Regions from separate parts of the Mus musculus genome. Here regions 2 and 3 are each linked to region 1. Evidence: chromatin contacts called from public Hi-C and Micro-C data. All regions are on one chromosome and are shown on one strand. The core of a region is the stretch at or near the end of the contact, and the rest is flanking DNA. Distances in the headings are between cores, read along the strand shown. Region 1 holds the start of Rprm (reprimo, TP53 dependent G2 arrest mediator candidate). Region 2 holds the start of Galnt13 (polypeptide N-acetylgalactosaminyltransferase 13). Region 3 has its middle 15 kb from the start of Gm38481.

What was found. Hi-C and Micro-C count contacts between places; a contact is called where the count stands out from the background.
Region 2: a Micro-C map of embryonic stem cells shows a contact between it and region 1, with 6 times the contacts expected there. The contact joins the promoter of Galnt13 here to the promoter of Rprm in region 1. A contact is called at or near these places in 3 of 39 promoter capture datasets (cranial neural crest, maxillary cranial neural crest and second pharyngeal arch cranial neural crest) and 4 of 484 Hi-C or Micro-C datasets (all in embryonic stem cells).
Region 3: a contact with region 1 is called in a Hi-C map of uterus, with 4 times the contacts expected there. The contact joins the enhancer-like site here to the promoter of Rprm in region 1. A contact is called at or near these places in 15 of 39 promoter capture datasets (the C10 cell line, HPC-7-derived erythroid cells, cranial neural crest and 10 more), 2 of 15 datasets of contacts at CTCF or cohesin (large pre-B cells and pro-B cells), 10 of 484 Hi-C or Micro-C datasets (liver, nephron progenitors, neural progenitor cells and 2 more), 10 of 115 datasets of contacts at active chromatin or transcription factors (bone marrow-derived macrophages, craniofacial prominence, differentiating embryonic stem cells and 7 more) and 1 of 9 other capture datasets (macrophages).

What each region holds. Positions count from the first base shown.
Region 1 is chr2:54,083,202-54,087,575 of GRCm38.p6, forward strand. It overlaps Rprm (reprimo, TP53 dependent G2 arrest mediator candidate), which reads right to left and starts at 2,351. Exons shown (of 1, transcript NM_023396.5): 1 at 892-2,351. The coding sequence starts at 2,103. The coding sequence ends at 1,774.
Region 2 is chr2:54,434,637-54,439,020 of GRCm38.p6, forward strand. Galnt13 (polypeptide N-acetylgalactosaminyltransferase 13) reads left to right here and starts at 1,751. Exons shown (of 13, transcript NM_173030.2): 1 at 1,751-2,093.
Region 3 is chr2:53,680,139-53,684,372 of GRCm38.p6, forward strand. No RefSeq gene overlaps it. Among named protein-coding and RNA genes, the nearest start is that of Gm38481, 15 kb to the right of the region's middle. Within about 2 kb of position 1,678, at least 10 of the 459 cell types and tissues checked have an H3K27ac peak or open chromatin away from gene starts, as enhancers often do. A contact at or near this core is called in uterus, where this site is marked.

The sequences.
Region 1 (4,374 bases), core at 1,101-3,600:
TGTGGCCCCCATCTAATCTATAGCCATGCCAGCCATGTGTTCTAGTTTGGTTTGTAGTAGTCTGCAGCTAACTCCTTTGAGCCCTCTGCTTGGCCCAGGCCAATGGATGGCTGACTTAAGATGAAGACAGATGTTTGGAGTCTCTCTCTCTCTCTCTCTCTCTCTCTCTCTCTCTCTCTCTGTGTGTGTGTGTGTGTGTGTGTGTGTGTGTGTGTGTGTGTGTGTTATTTTTACTTAATTGATGGACTGCATATGTTAACAGGACACAATATAATGCTTTAATACATGTACCCATGATTAATTCATCACCTCAAACATTTCTCATTGCTTCACGCTCGCTTATCTTCCTTTCTCTAGAAACCATAATACGTCAAAAACAACTAAGCCCTTCTGACTTGGAGACAATGCTTACCCTGGCTGGTATTGAGAACTTTGACCACTACTTTTCCTGGGAATCTGTACTTTTCTTTTTCTGGGGCAACATCCCCTTGCCTTCCTGCTGACGTGGGTAGGGGAAAAGATGCTCTCCCTAAAGACTGGCTTGGCTGTCTCCTCCTTTCATTAGCGGGGTAACCTAGAGTTCCCCGAGGAGCCTGGCACGGAAGTGTAATTTCCCGCGAGAACCTACCTGACATTCGAAACGAAATGAAATTTTAAATCATAAATATGCGAGAAAACAAAGGCCGCTGTTTTCGAGATGGCTTTTATGCCTGGGGCTTCGTGTGTGTCACAAATCCCTGGGCTCTCTGTCCAGCCCCTCCTCCCCTCCATGGATCTAAGGATCTATGAAGTAGAATCGCAGCTATGGCCAGGCGAAACCTTCTGGCTGGGACCCAGAAGCTGCGCAGCCGACCTTCCCCTCCTCCAGGAGAACAGAATGACTACCAGGAAGCCAGAAACAAAACACTTAAATGTTGCATTTATTAAGGAAATGTTAAATAAGAAAAAGAGTCAAACGGTGTCACGGATATCAAGAGCACTTTTGTGGCGTAAACCGTGCAGACAGGAGCTAAGAATTCTACTCTGGATCTTTGTCCCGGGCGTAGCTGGAGCGCTAGCCTCCCATAAAGACCCAGCTGGAAATGCACTAAAAGAAAGCACTTACCCCATTCACAGTCTCAGACTCCCCTCCCCCCACCCGTTCTCCCAGAATGACAAAAAACTCTAACCCGCAGGCAGGCAAACAGGCCACTAGGACACAAAAGACTTATCAAATATTTGTATTCAAGCAAACTAACACAAATCCCCTAAAACCACAGGTTACTATCGATCAAAGTTTCACTCTCTTAGTAGGTCGCAAAACCCACACGCATCTATGTTCCTTCCCAATTAGGTCTGCAGCGTGGCGAATAAACAGTCACTTTTTCCGGTCACTGGGCCTCTGAATACACACCCATCCACACCCCGCCTTGCTCGGCCTCTCAAGCTGTCCCCAGTGCTGAGCCCACCTGCAGGTGGAAAGGGGCCTTCGCCGCCTGGTTCATCTCCCAGTATCCCACGCCAGCAGCCACTCCCAAAGTTCTGCGCCCTGCTTTTGCCACCTGCTGCTGTATCCCGAAGTCTGGGCGCTCCTCCTGTACAGTCTTGCTTGGGGCCTTTCGAAGAGCTATCAGAAATCGGTCACTTTTTCCCCAAAGGCAGAAGTCAAGAGAAAAAAACTGACTCCGACAGGTTTGCGTTGCTCGGTCCGTGATGGTGAGGGGTGCATCGCGGCTGGCGGAGTACTGGAGGTGCCAGAAGGGAGGCACCCGCCGAGGGGGACCCGAGGGCCACTCAGTAGGGTCCCACGACCACTGCCTCCACCTCTTTAGACGGCCTCCGGTCCTTCACTAGGAAGTTGATCATGCCTTCGGACTTGATGAGCAGGTTGCAGCCAAGGAAGAAGATGCCAAAAACCACAGTGAGCGAGAGCACACACATGACTGCGATCTGCACCACACGCATGATGTACAGGCTGCGCTCGTCGGGGCCTCCCTCGGCGAAGCCATCGTCGGTCACCACCGACGCCTGGGTGCAGCAGCGCACCGCGCGCTCCAGCGCCTCGCTACTGTTGACCAGGAACAGGCCAGCCACGTCGGTCTGGTTGCCCAGCACTGAATTCATCACGAGAGCAAGCGGGAGCCGGGAAGGCGAGGATCGGAGGGGTGGGGACCAGAGTGGCTGTAGCGCGGGACGAACAGGTGCCCGGCGGAGCGCTGGCTTGATCACTTGTGCGCGCAGGGCTCCTCAGTCTCCCTTTCAAAGTCCCAGGTCCGTAAGTGTCTCAAGAACCTCTTCAGGGCGCGCCGCAAGCTGGCTCCTGTGCGCTGTGTTCTGCCCAGGCAGTGCTCGTTCCCGGCGCTCGCACGACTGGGAGCTCTTGGAACTTGGCGGGTTGGGCCGGAGGGGCCGTGGGAGGCGCGGGCCTTGGCGGTGGCCCGGCTCCTGCTCCAAGCGAACAGCGGCCCCTGCTGGTGATAGAGCCTTGCTGCGCCCGCTCGGCTTAGAGGGGCGGCTAAGATAGGAGCTAACCTAGCAGCAGGCTTTGTGCCTTCTGCATTTCCAAGGGCTAGGCAGGGTTCACTATGCACTCCTGATCTGAAGAGCAAGTAAAGAACTTGGAGAGAAAGGCTGAAAGTTGCAGAGGACCCGGATCACACCCTCTCTTAAGTGTGTCCTTCGAAGCCACCCTATCACCTCTGAGCAGATGTAAGGTGGACAGGTACCAGATGGCGCTGGTCAAGGTACTGGCCTGCTGCCTGTGTTTGGCTGCTGCCTGTTCTTGTAAGCTTTCTGGTGGAGTATTGGAAGACAAGGCAGGTGGGAAGACTGGGAATTTCTTCTCTCCCCACCCCCACCCCCGTTTTTTTTTTTTTTTAAGTAGGGGGTGTTGCTGATGTTATTGTTGTTTTAAGGAAGGGAGAATGGAGGAAAACCTTAGAAATCATAAAAGAGCTACGTCCGCACCCTACTTGGAAAGCTCTTACGTGTGTAGTAAAGCGGGGTTTGTAGTGAGCTGTGAGGCCCAGGCAAGGCGCAGGTCTAAGGAGGTGCTTGCTCTCTTTGTGGTTTGTGTGTGGAGGTGGTTACCAAGAACAGGGTCACCTCTCTGTTAAGGGAGGTGGGCAGAGTGACCAACCACTTCATTGCCACTTTAATTGCGGAGGAGTTTTTGGATGAGCTTCCAGTGTTTTCTGTCCTTGGCAGAAAATCAGTGGTTTAAGGGAATTGCTCATCTACATCCATCAGCTAGAATGTCGGCCAGCAGCTGGGCGCCTCCCTCCAGAAGCTGTTGCTCCCACCCACCCTGCCTTCCTCACCACAAGGCAATCTGCAGGCATTTCGGGGAGCTGCAGACACTCAGTCCATAGTGGCTGTTGGGTATAAGTGCTACCAGAGGAGCCTTACACACAGGCCACTTCTACTTTGTTTTAGACTCCAGAAGATACAGGATCCTCTCTTCTCCTTCCCTTTTCTCCTGTCCCTTGAATCGGTCAATCAAAGCCTTAGAATCCTGACTTTGGTGATGATAGGCATGCACAGAGCCTTCTAATTACACCATGCTTGCTTGTTAAATTCCCTCTGTAAGAATCACTCATTCCACATTCAGATCCTCTGAATGTACTGGCATTATTGGCATCCTTGTAACGTGCTGCCATCCCTCAAGCACAAAGGAGAGCCTTTTAGGCAAGTTTTTTTTTTTTTTTGAAGTTTCAGTTTCTTCTAGCTGTCTAGATTCTTTTATTACTGAGAATAGAGAGGTGTGAACAGCAAAGAACCAGGCTCCCAGGACTTAGCCATACTTTCCGTGGCTTAGTTGCTCTAGTTTACATATATATACATATGTATATATGTATATGTATATATGTATACATTTATATGTATAGTATATTGTATACAACATATAAAATCATATACTATATATAAATTCTATATATAATTCATATATATGTCAAATCTATTATTAATGGATCATAAAGCCAGACCTCATATTTGAGAAAATATCATCAGAAGAAGTTGGGGAGCACAGATTTTCTTTTCTTTCTTTCAGCTGTAACTGACACAAACCCCGGACATAGAAGGCAAAGCCTCTCCTCATAAGACAGCCCAGGTCCATGGTGTTGTTCCTTTGATTCCCCAGCCCTAGGATTTTGTTCAGTAAAATTGAGTAGTTAAATAGAAATGAACTACAAATCCAGTTAGCACAAAGCTTGCTCTGTCACTTCCTATTAGCACTAAAGAAGTCTGGGCTAACTAGAAATTTTCTTTCTTTCTATCAAACAAAACAAAACAGCCCCCTCCCCCCCAAAGAAGAAGAAAAACAACAATCCCTAGAGTCATGTTTTTGTTTCTTTTTCCTATTTTCGGTGTAGAGTTTCCCCGCAGAGTAAAGCC
Region 2 (4,384 bases), core at 501-3,000, 350 kb after region 1:
CACATCGGGACTCCATAAATACCAGTTACATACATAACTTTTGCCAACAAGATTTATGAATCTTGCCCAAGTTAAGTATTATTACAGAGGTTGTGAAACAGTATTGCTTCTTTTTATAGCAATGACAAATGTAAAGGTGGGGGGCTATATGTCTCTCAAGGACACACATGAGTGGTAAGTTATTGTGCCCGCATTTGAACAGTCATCTTTCATTTGTTGGTCCATGGCATTTCTCAATGTGTCACGGAGGTAAACGGCCTGATGTCAGCATTGGAAGTCACAAGTGAGAATAATAAAGACAAATTCTTGAAACTCCCTGGTGTTATCAGTGTGACCTTGTATCCTATCACATATATTAAATGTTAACCCCGGTTAAATGGTTCATAATTATTGCTAATTTTTATTTTGATACAGGTATCGCTATATTGCCTTGGTCATCGACAGCTGGGTTCAAGTCATACTATTACCCCAGCTTCTCTAACAGCTGGAATTGCAAGTTGATGCTCTATATTTATAGTAGCAGGATATGACAGTGTGGAAGGAACATTTAATGTGATTATACTAATTTAGATCGATAATTAATTCATAAAAAGATGCAAAGCTAAATCTCTAGAAATTGCTACTCCCGAGTATAATCAAGAACATCATTGACACATTACATTATAATTAATAGTTTCATATGTTTGCACAATATAGCTCTTAATATTTTTGAAGTAGCTGTCATATTGTCCCCTATTGCGCCAAATAAGTCACGCCTCATAAGAGTACTGTAAGAAGAACTTGTCTTTTTACAAATAAGATGTAAAAAAATGAACAAAATCAAGGACCAAATGGGCGAATGAGCAACTAAGCAGATTCTTGACCTCAGCACCCCCAGGTTTCCTGAATTACCCCACGCCGCAGTGAGGGAGGGGTATATTCCCACGGAGTCTTCCAGATCCCACTGCCTGAATATTGGAGCTGTGCCTTGTGCGAGACACTCTTCTAAAATGCTACATATATTGTAACCGTGTTTAGAACGGCAGATCTTCTGTTACCTTATACTTACACATTAATTTGGCTATGTACACCTTTGAAGGAGAGATTCAAAGCCCCCCTTTTTTTCCTTACCCCCACCCCGAAGATTACACCAGAGCGCTCTCTCTGAGATAGGGTTCAATTACAGGTCTCGGGGGGGGGGGGGCGGGAGGCATTGAGTCCCAGGATCTTGTTAGGGAATCTAAACCTTAAAGGAGAAGACACCAAAGTCTGTCTATCTCTTCTGCTTCAGAGCCTAAGCCCCAAGTCACTGGCTGCATCTCTCTACCAAAGAACTGACCGGCAGGGTGCGGTTTCTGGAACTTTCCCCGAGGGCAGTCCCCAGGTCCTTGGTTCTCTTCTCCGATACTCGCTAGCGCAGGGGCGAGCACTGGGTATCGCAACTGGGCTTTGTGCCGGGGCAGTGGGGGTGGGGGTCAGGGCTGGCGGCGATGTCCACACACTCTCCGGGCTAGGAGGCGACCCCACAGTTGCTTTTGGGGGCCGTGCCTGCCAAGTATCGCGGGACTTGTGCGCCTCGCAGGAGCCGCGGCTCCGGGAGCAGCTGGAGCGCGCTCGGGTGCGCAGCGCCCCAGCCCGGGGAGGAGCGGGAGCCGGGCGGGAGGAGGACCGGGGTGCTGGTTACGTAAATGATCCTAGCCCAGTGACAGGCCTCCGGGCTGGGGCTGCGGGAGGGGGAGGGCCCGGCAGAGGGGGCGGGGGCCAAGTGACCAGGCGGTGGCGGCTCTGCCGAGGTGACAATGTGCTAGGAGCCCCGCTCCGTGTCTCCTGCGCCTCCTTGGCCTGGGCGCCTCCTGGCAGCGCTCTCGGAGCCTCGCGGCCGCTTGCCGCGCTATGAGGGAGCATCTCCGGGGCTGGCCGAGGCCCGGGCCGCCTCGCTCTGCTCGCCGAGAAGTGTGAAGAGAGGCGCGGGCGGGAGCCGGGGCTGCGCGCGGCGGCGGCTCCAGGTGAGCGCGGCTCTCGGCGCAGCCGGCCACTGGTCGGGCTGGATCCAGGCAGCATCCCGTGCGCGGACCGCCGAGCTCTCTCCGCGGGATCGACAGCCACCGTAGCAGGTCTCAGTCTTTCTTCTCTCTCTTCTCTTCTTGGTGACGGTTTGGGACGGACCCCTTTCGGACCGCAGGAGAGTCCGGCTGGGCGCCGCAAAGTCCCGCCGGTGAGTGGCAGGGCGCAGAAGCCCAGCAGGGTAGGGGCACGGGTGCCGGTGGATCTGGAGAGTCTGTCTCTGGGGACCCGGGAGCTCGGCAGCCCGAGGCTGCAGGCGCGGCGGAAGGATGGAGAGGCGCAGAACTTTCTGCAGCCGCCCGCCCGCCCGCCCGCCCTCCTCTAGGCTTTTCCCGCTACCCTCTGAGCTGGGATGCGCAGGTCCCTATCCACGCCCTGGGGGCGCTCTCCGGTGCCTTAAGTGCCTTAGCGTCCCTTCCTAGGCAACTTTCTGTATCAGCAGCGGGCACCCCTGTGTGCGATGCTGATGCTGCGGGTGCTACTACTCTTGACACCGGGCATGCTCTGGTTCTTGGATATTTTCCTCGACAGCTTGCTCTTTCTGTTAGTGCCCCAGCCGCCCAGAGTCACATTCTCCTCTTGTATGCCTCTGTCACTGACTCAGTTTGTAGGTCTGATTTTCTTTCAGGCTTTTGGTTCCAGTGCATATGCACCATCCTTGCGTCTGTTTCTCTTTCATTCTATTTGCTCCGGTCTTTCTTGAGCTGTCATAGAATCGCTGATGTACTGTTTCTTTCGTTTGTCTCTCGTGCAGTGTTTCTCTCTTTCTGTGTTTAAGCCCCTCGTTGCCTGTCTCTTCCCCTGCTCCCAGTTTGCTAATCCATAGATGCTCTTGTTCTGGGAACTCCCAGATGCACAGACCTCCTTATTTTGCGCCTTTGGGCAGGCGGGAGCGAAGCAGCTTTCCTGCATCTGGGCTGCCTTGGAGCTGAATGAGAGGTTCAGGGGCTGGAACGGAGGGTGTCGCTCCAGCCTTCCCACCCAAGGTCCAAGGGCACGGCGCCATGGGAACCCAGTCCGCGGAGGCTTCTGGACTGACCAGCAAAAGCAGTGTGAGAGAGTGAGAGCCCCTCACCTGCCCTGTGCCTTGGACTGTGGTTAGCTGAATTTCCAGGTGGAGAGTCTTCATTTGCAGCTTTCCAGATAGCTAGGGGAGACTATTCCATGGATGGGCAAATAGAATCTTAGGGATTAAGGCCAGGCAAATGTCAAAAGGTGGATGCTTGCATGAGGTAAATGCATTGCTAATGAGAAAGGAGCTCTGCCTCAACCATTTCACACTCAGCCTTTAGGAGAGCAGTGTCCCCTGGAGATACACCAGCCTCTCTCACCAGAGTAGCTTACAGGTTTATTTGCAGGATTAAGGGTACTTGACCACCCCTATGGCATTTTTTGTGGCCTTGGGGGGGGGGTCCCCAGCTTTTGGCAAAATTTGTTGCTCAAAATTAATCAGCCTCTCTCTCTCTCTCTCTCTCTCTCTCTCTCTCTCTCACGCACGCACACACACACACACGCACACACACGCACACACTGCTTATGTTGTTGTTGTTGTTCATGCCCTCTAGTGTTAAAGAAACCTGCTGGTCTGAGAATTTTGAAAAGTAAGCTCACACTACTGGTCTTCACTTTTGGGCTTCTCTCCTCCAAGGGTCTCGCTTCCTTTGTCATACACATTCTTTCCTTTTCCTCATTGACTTTTGCGACTGCACTCCTAATCTATTCTTTCTTGATCTGCAGTCTTCCTCTGCTGCAGAATTAGATTGGTAATATTGAAACCCTCTCCCTTTGACTTCAGAGATAGATGGATCTGGAGAATGTCCATTGCCCAAGGCAGGTTTTGAAGGTTTAAGAAAGGTGCATTTTTTTTCCACGTTCGTCACAAACCAGGATTTCTCAACTCCTTTTTTTATTCCCTTGATTACCTTCAACTCCATTGAGAATTTGGATGGCTGCTCTTGCATGATTAAACAAAGGCTTTAAATTATTTTCTTTGTTGCCCATCCTATTTCAGGATGTAAGGTACATGTGAATAAGGGGCACTTTGTATCAGACCAGGCTTACAGGAAAAAAAAAAAAAAAAAAAAAAAAGAAGGGGCTGCAGTGTGTTGCCAGTATAGATTAGTTCTGAAACAGAAAGTCATGAGTGGAACCAGTGCTCTCTGACATGTAGGCATTGGAAGTGTGAGGAAGCAAGCATTTAATGAAAACCTGTTGGTTAATGGATTAGAGTGCAGGTCATGTCAAGATTCTAAACAGCTCAACTATGCTAATGAACCTTCTTCCTAGAATCAAATTTACCTCTACCACTCTGCTCCTGTTTCTGTTCGTCTTCTGTAAGGGA
Region 3 (4,234 bases), core at 428-2,927, 400 kb before region 1:
AGACTCAAGTGATGAAAAATGGTTTTATGATTTTTATGTGCACATGCATATATGCTATAACACATGTATACACACACACATACTCAGAGGGGGGGCGGAATAAGAATGAAAAAAGAAGTATTTGATTGTTGTTGGGCTATGATTCCCAAAATGCTGATTCCATTTTATTGTTGTTGCTGTATTACTGACATCTGCTCAGCAATCCCCAAGTGATCCAGATTAACACTCAGGGATGCATAGGAACCACTGTCCTCCACTAACTTCTTACTTTCCTTTCCTCCCTTTACCCCCTTCCCTCTTCCTTACTTCCTTCTCCTTTTTTCCAGACTTCCTTGGTATACTCTGGGTACATTGGCTTCCTGACTCTTGCTCAAACACCCTAGCTGCAAGCTCTGAGTCAGCTGATGCTCTTTCCAAGCGTTCAGATGGAATACTGTGAGACTCTTTAAAATGTCAAGTACCTTTGCATAAGGATTCCTGGAAAATGATGAGGGGCAGGGCCTTGATTAGCCTCTTGTCTTTTTTTTTTTCTTTCCTGAATCACACTTTTCAAGATTGACCAGATTGCATTTCTCTCACTAAAATAACACGCCATATGAAAATTTAGCCTTTTACCGTGGACGCTGTGCCTGCAAGATAACTGGTCTAAATGGCTGGTCTAATGGCTGGTCTAAGAGATAACATTACTGAGGTTTCCGTAGATGTGCACAGAGCTGTCTTATCTAGCAGAAGTCATCTGAAGATGGAAGTAACTTCCCACACACAAGAACAGGAGAGGGATGTGCACAGAAACTTTGATACTGTTTAGGGTATTCTCTAGCACAAATATATGATACTATGTTGTTTTTAAATTAGTTATGATAGTCTATTGCTGTTGATCAACACAAAAACAGAAATATAAGTATTGATTATATAAAACCACTCAAGGAATAGCTTGGATGGGTTTAACTACTTAATTCTTTTTAATCCAATAGATACCCCTTGTTTTTGCAAATAACCACACAATATAAATAAATCACATGATTTCTTGTACAAAGGAGGTTCAGAGCCCTATGGTCTCACTCTTCAAAATACACCATGACCCCAGGATACCTTCCACACAAACTTTTGAGACTTGGTTTTGAATATTATCATCTCTGTAATTAGGATGATGTGGTTTATTCATATGGCTTAAAAATAGTCACTTTAAAATGCACATAACCCTTGGGAAAGATTCACTTTAAGCCGGAAGGCTCATGTATATTTCAGCAGATGTGCGTTTTTAAAGAGCTTGGGACCTAATGGAAGCTCAACAAGTCTTTAGAGAATGCGTAAATCAATGTAGTAAAGTGATGGGATTTGTTTGAGAGTGGGGTGGGGCACAGATGTGAGTCTCACACTCAGAGAGTACTGAGCTTTGATGACCTTATGTCTAAGAAGATAGCACAAAGAGTGACCTTCAAACAACAGAGTAACCTGGAGAGGTTGCCAAGTGCCTGGCGATGAGAGATCTCTGTATTCATATACACAACGGAGTTTGTGTATAGTTAAGTTCAGAATAACCCACAAAAGACCTCACCTGATATTTAGCAGATTCAGTGAGGACCAGTAGTGAAACTCACAAGAATATTGCTCAAACACCATCTCTTAAGAACTGCATGGGATCTCCTCCAGGTTTCCTTATCTAAGATGTTGCTAGAACACAGAAACACAACGCACCATGTGGGCTTCCTCCTACTCCAGGCCTCTGCTGTGGGAAGGGAGAAGCTTCAGTTTTAATTCAGGTTGGGACTTTTGATTTATTACCGAAATAAAATGTTTTGTGATTTAAAGTAACTCTCCGGCTTTTTTATTACCTAAGAGTGCCCAGAAAAAATAATGGGGCTGTGCAATTGTTCAACTGGAGGCAATGGCAGTACTAACCCAAGAGAATAAATTTGAAGAGACAGTGTGAAATAAAAATGAAGTTGTTTATAATTCTACCCTGTGAGTCATGCTTGTTCTGTGTATCTACTCCACAGCCTGCCCTGATTAGTATGATATCGATTCTCATGTCAGCCTCAAAATATTTCTGTACCAACTCAGCCACATCTTTAGTTGGTGCTGAAATTACTAGTGAGTTTTAAGTCTGCATGAAATTATTAAACTGGGTAATTTTTTTCATCTTTAAATAGGTAACTCATCTGAGCAGTCTTTGCCTAGGATGGTCAAAGTTTGTGACTAATATAATTGCTGCTGTTAGTAGGGAAGAGTCTACCAGTATGGGGCTCAAAGGCCCCCTGTTTTTGTAGTCATGTGGTCCCATAAAGAAGAGCTCATGCTGATTTGACCCAGGAGTTTTAAACCACTGAGGGACTGTTTTTCATGGACTATGGTTTTTTTCTTGATAGAGATATACCAGTGAACAGACAAAACCATGACTTTTGTAGGGAAAAACTAGGACTTCAGTCTTCTAAAATTAATTGTTCTCTTGAAATTTAGGGCAGCATGGTATTGCACTTGTTGGTAACAGATACAATTTCAGTCTCTAACAGTTGTCATGGAGTCTGGCAAAATGGCTCTTTCCTGTCCTCCTGGATCAGACTTCCCGAAGAGTCCTGATATATTGAGATTTGTGGCCCTCTGAGCTGGAAGATAAGGCTGTCTTGTGTTTCTTTTATTTCTCAGACAGCAGCCAGGCATGGCGCTCTGCACACAATAAGTGTCAAAGAAAGCTATTGACTGACTGTCTGGCTGTTTCTGTCATTTAGAATGCATATCGCTGCCCATTGTTTACATTTGAAACCAAGCAGCATTAATCCGGAGGTTCTGTGGTTTCTGGATACCTTTTACAGCTCTCTCCACACTTAGACTAATTACTAGGCAGGACATCCTTTCTATTTTGACAGTTAAGATGGAAGAAAATGAATTTAAAAAGAAGATTATAAAGAACAGACTCACAAGAAGAGCATTGAAGCTAGTTGAAAGTTATCTCAAATCCTGGTGTCCAATGTCTTTAACTTATAATTTCCCATTTTGATAAGGCATAAATTAAGTGGCTCCATTATTTTTCCACCAAAGTCACAAAGCAGTCATTTTATATTAAATAAAATTCCCTGACCTTGTGTATAAGTATTCTCAACATTTTTATCTAGGTGTGCATAAGAATACATAACCCCTCCTTTTCCTATTTCTGGAAGTGAATTTTCTCCTTGCGTCTTCTGTATGGATGAATAGAGAGACGACCTGTAAAGAGTGGGTAAGTACAGCTGTTTATCCCTCTGCTGTAATGTTAATAACACTAATCAGCTCTCACCTTTGCTAAACTTAGAAACAAGCCTAGCCTTAGGCAAAGCTGAGAAGCTGCCTTTGATTTCCTCCTGACTTTATTTTCTTAATATCCACTGGCAGTCTCCTTCTAGAACACAATGCTCAACCTTTCATTGCCCTTTGTATGCCTAAGCCCAATTTCATTCTAGGCTACACCTCAGTTTCCTCCCAGAAGAGGTCTGCTAAATCAGGCTTCTCTGAGCTCCTTCTTCTGGGTTCTGAGTTGCTTTCATGTATCCATCCTCCAAGGCTTGCTTTGTATCTGTATATGACCAACACATCTATCAAAGTTATCATCACCAATTATTATCCAACATCTTTCAAAAGAGATGCATCAAATGCACATGGAAAGTGTGTAAATCAAGCATGAGTAAGGTTTGAAACTGTGGTTTCAATATGCTTGGCCCAGGGAGTGGTGCTATTAGGAGGTATTGTCTTGTTAGAGATGTGTACTTTAAGACCCTCATCCTAGCTGCCTGGAAGCCAGTCTTCTCCTAGCAGCCTTCAGATGAAGATATAGAACTCTCAATTCCTCCTGAATCGTGCCTGTGTATATTCCATACTTTAGTCTTGATGATAGTGGACTGTACCTCTGAACCTGTAAGCCCCAATTAAATATTGTCCTTGTAAGAGTTGTTTTGGTCATGGTGTGTCTCTTCACAGCAGTAAAACTCTAACTAAGACAGAAGTGTTGAGGAAGATGAATGAAAGAGTTAAAGGACCAAATGGTGAGAGGAGAAGTCTTTCCCATTGCATTAGTCAGTACTGAGTACTATAACAAAATAGACTGGATAGCTTAAGCAGAAATTCATCTTCTTTATGTTTGGAGATTTGAAGACAAAATCACAACACTATTGAGGCTTTATTAAGGCTCTCTTGATCATACCTTGAAGATGGCTACTTTTTACACACATACACACACACACAAATACACACACACATATAT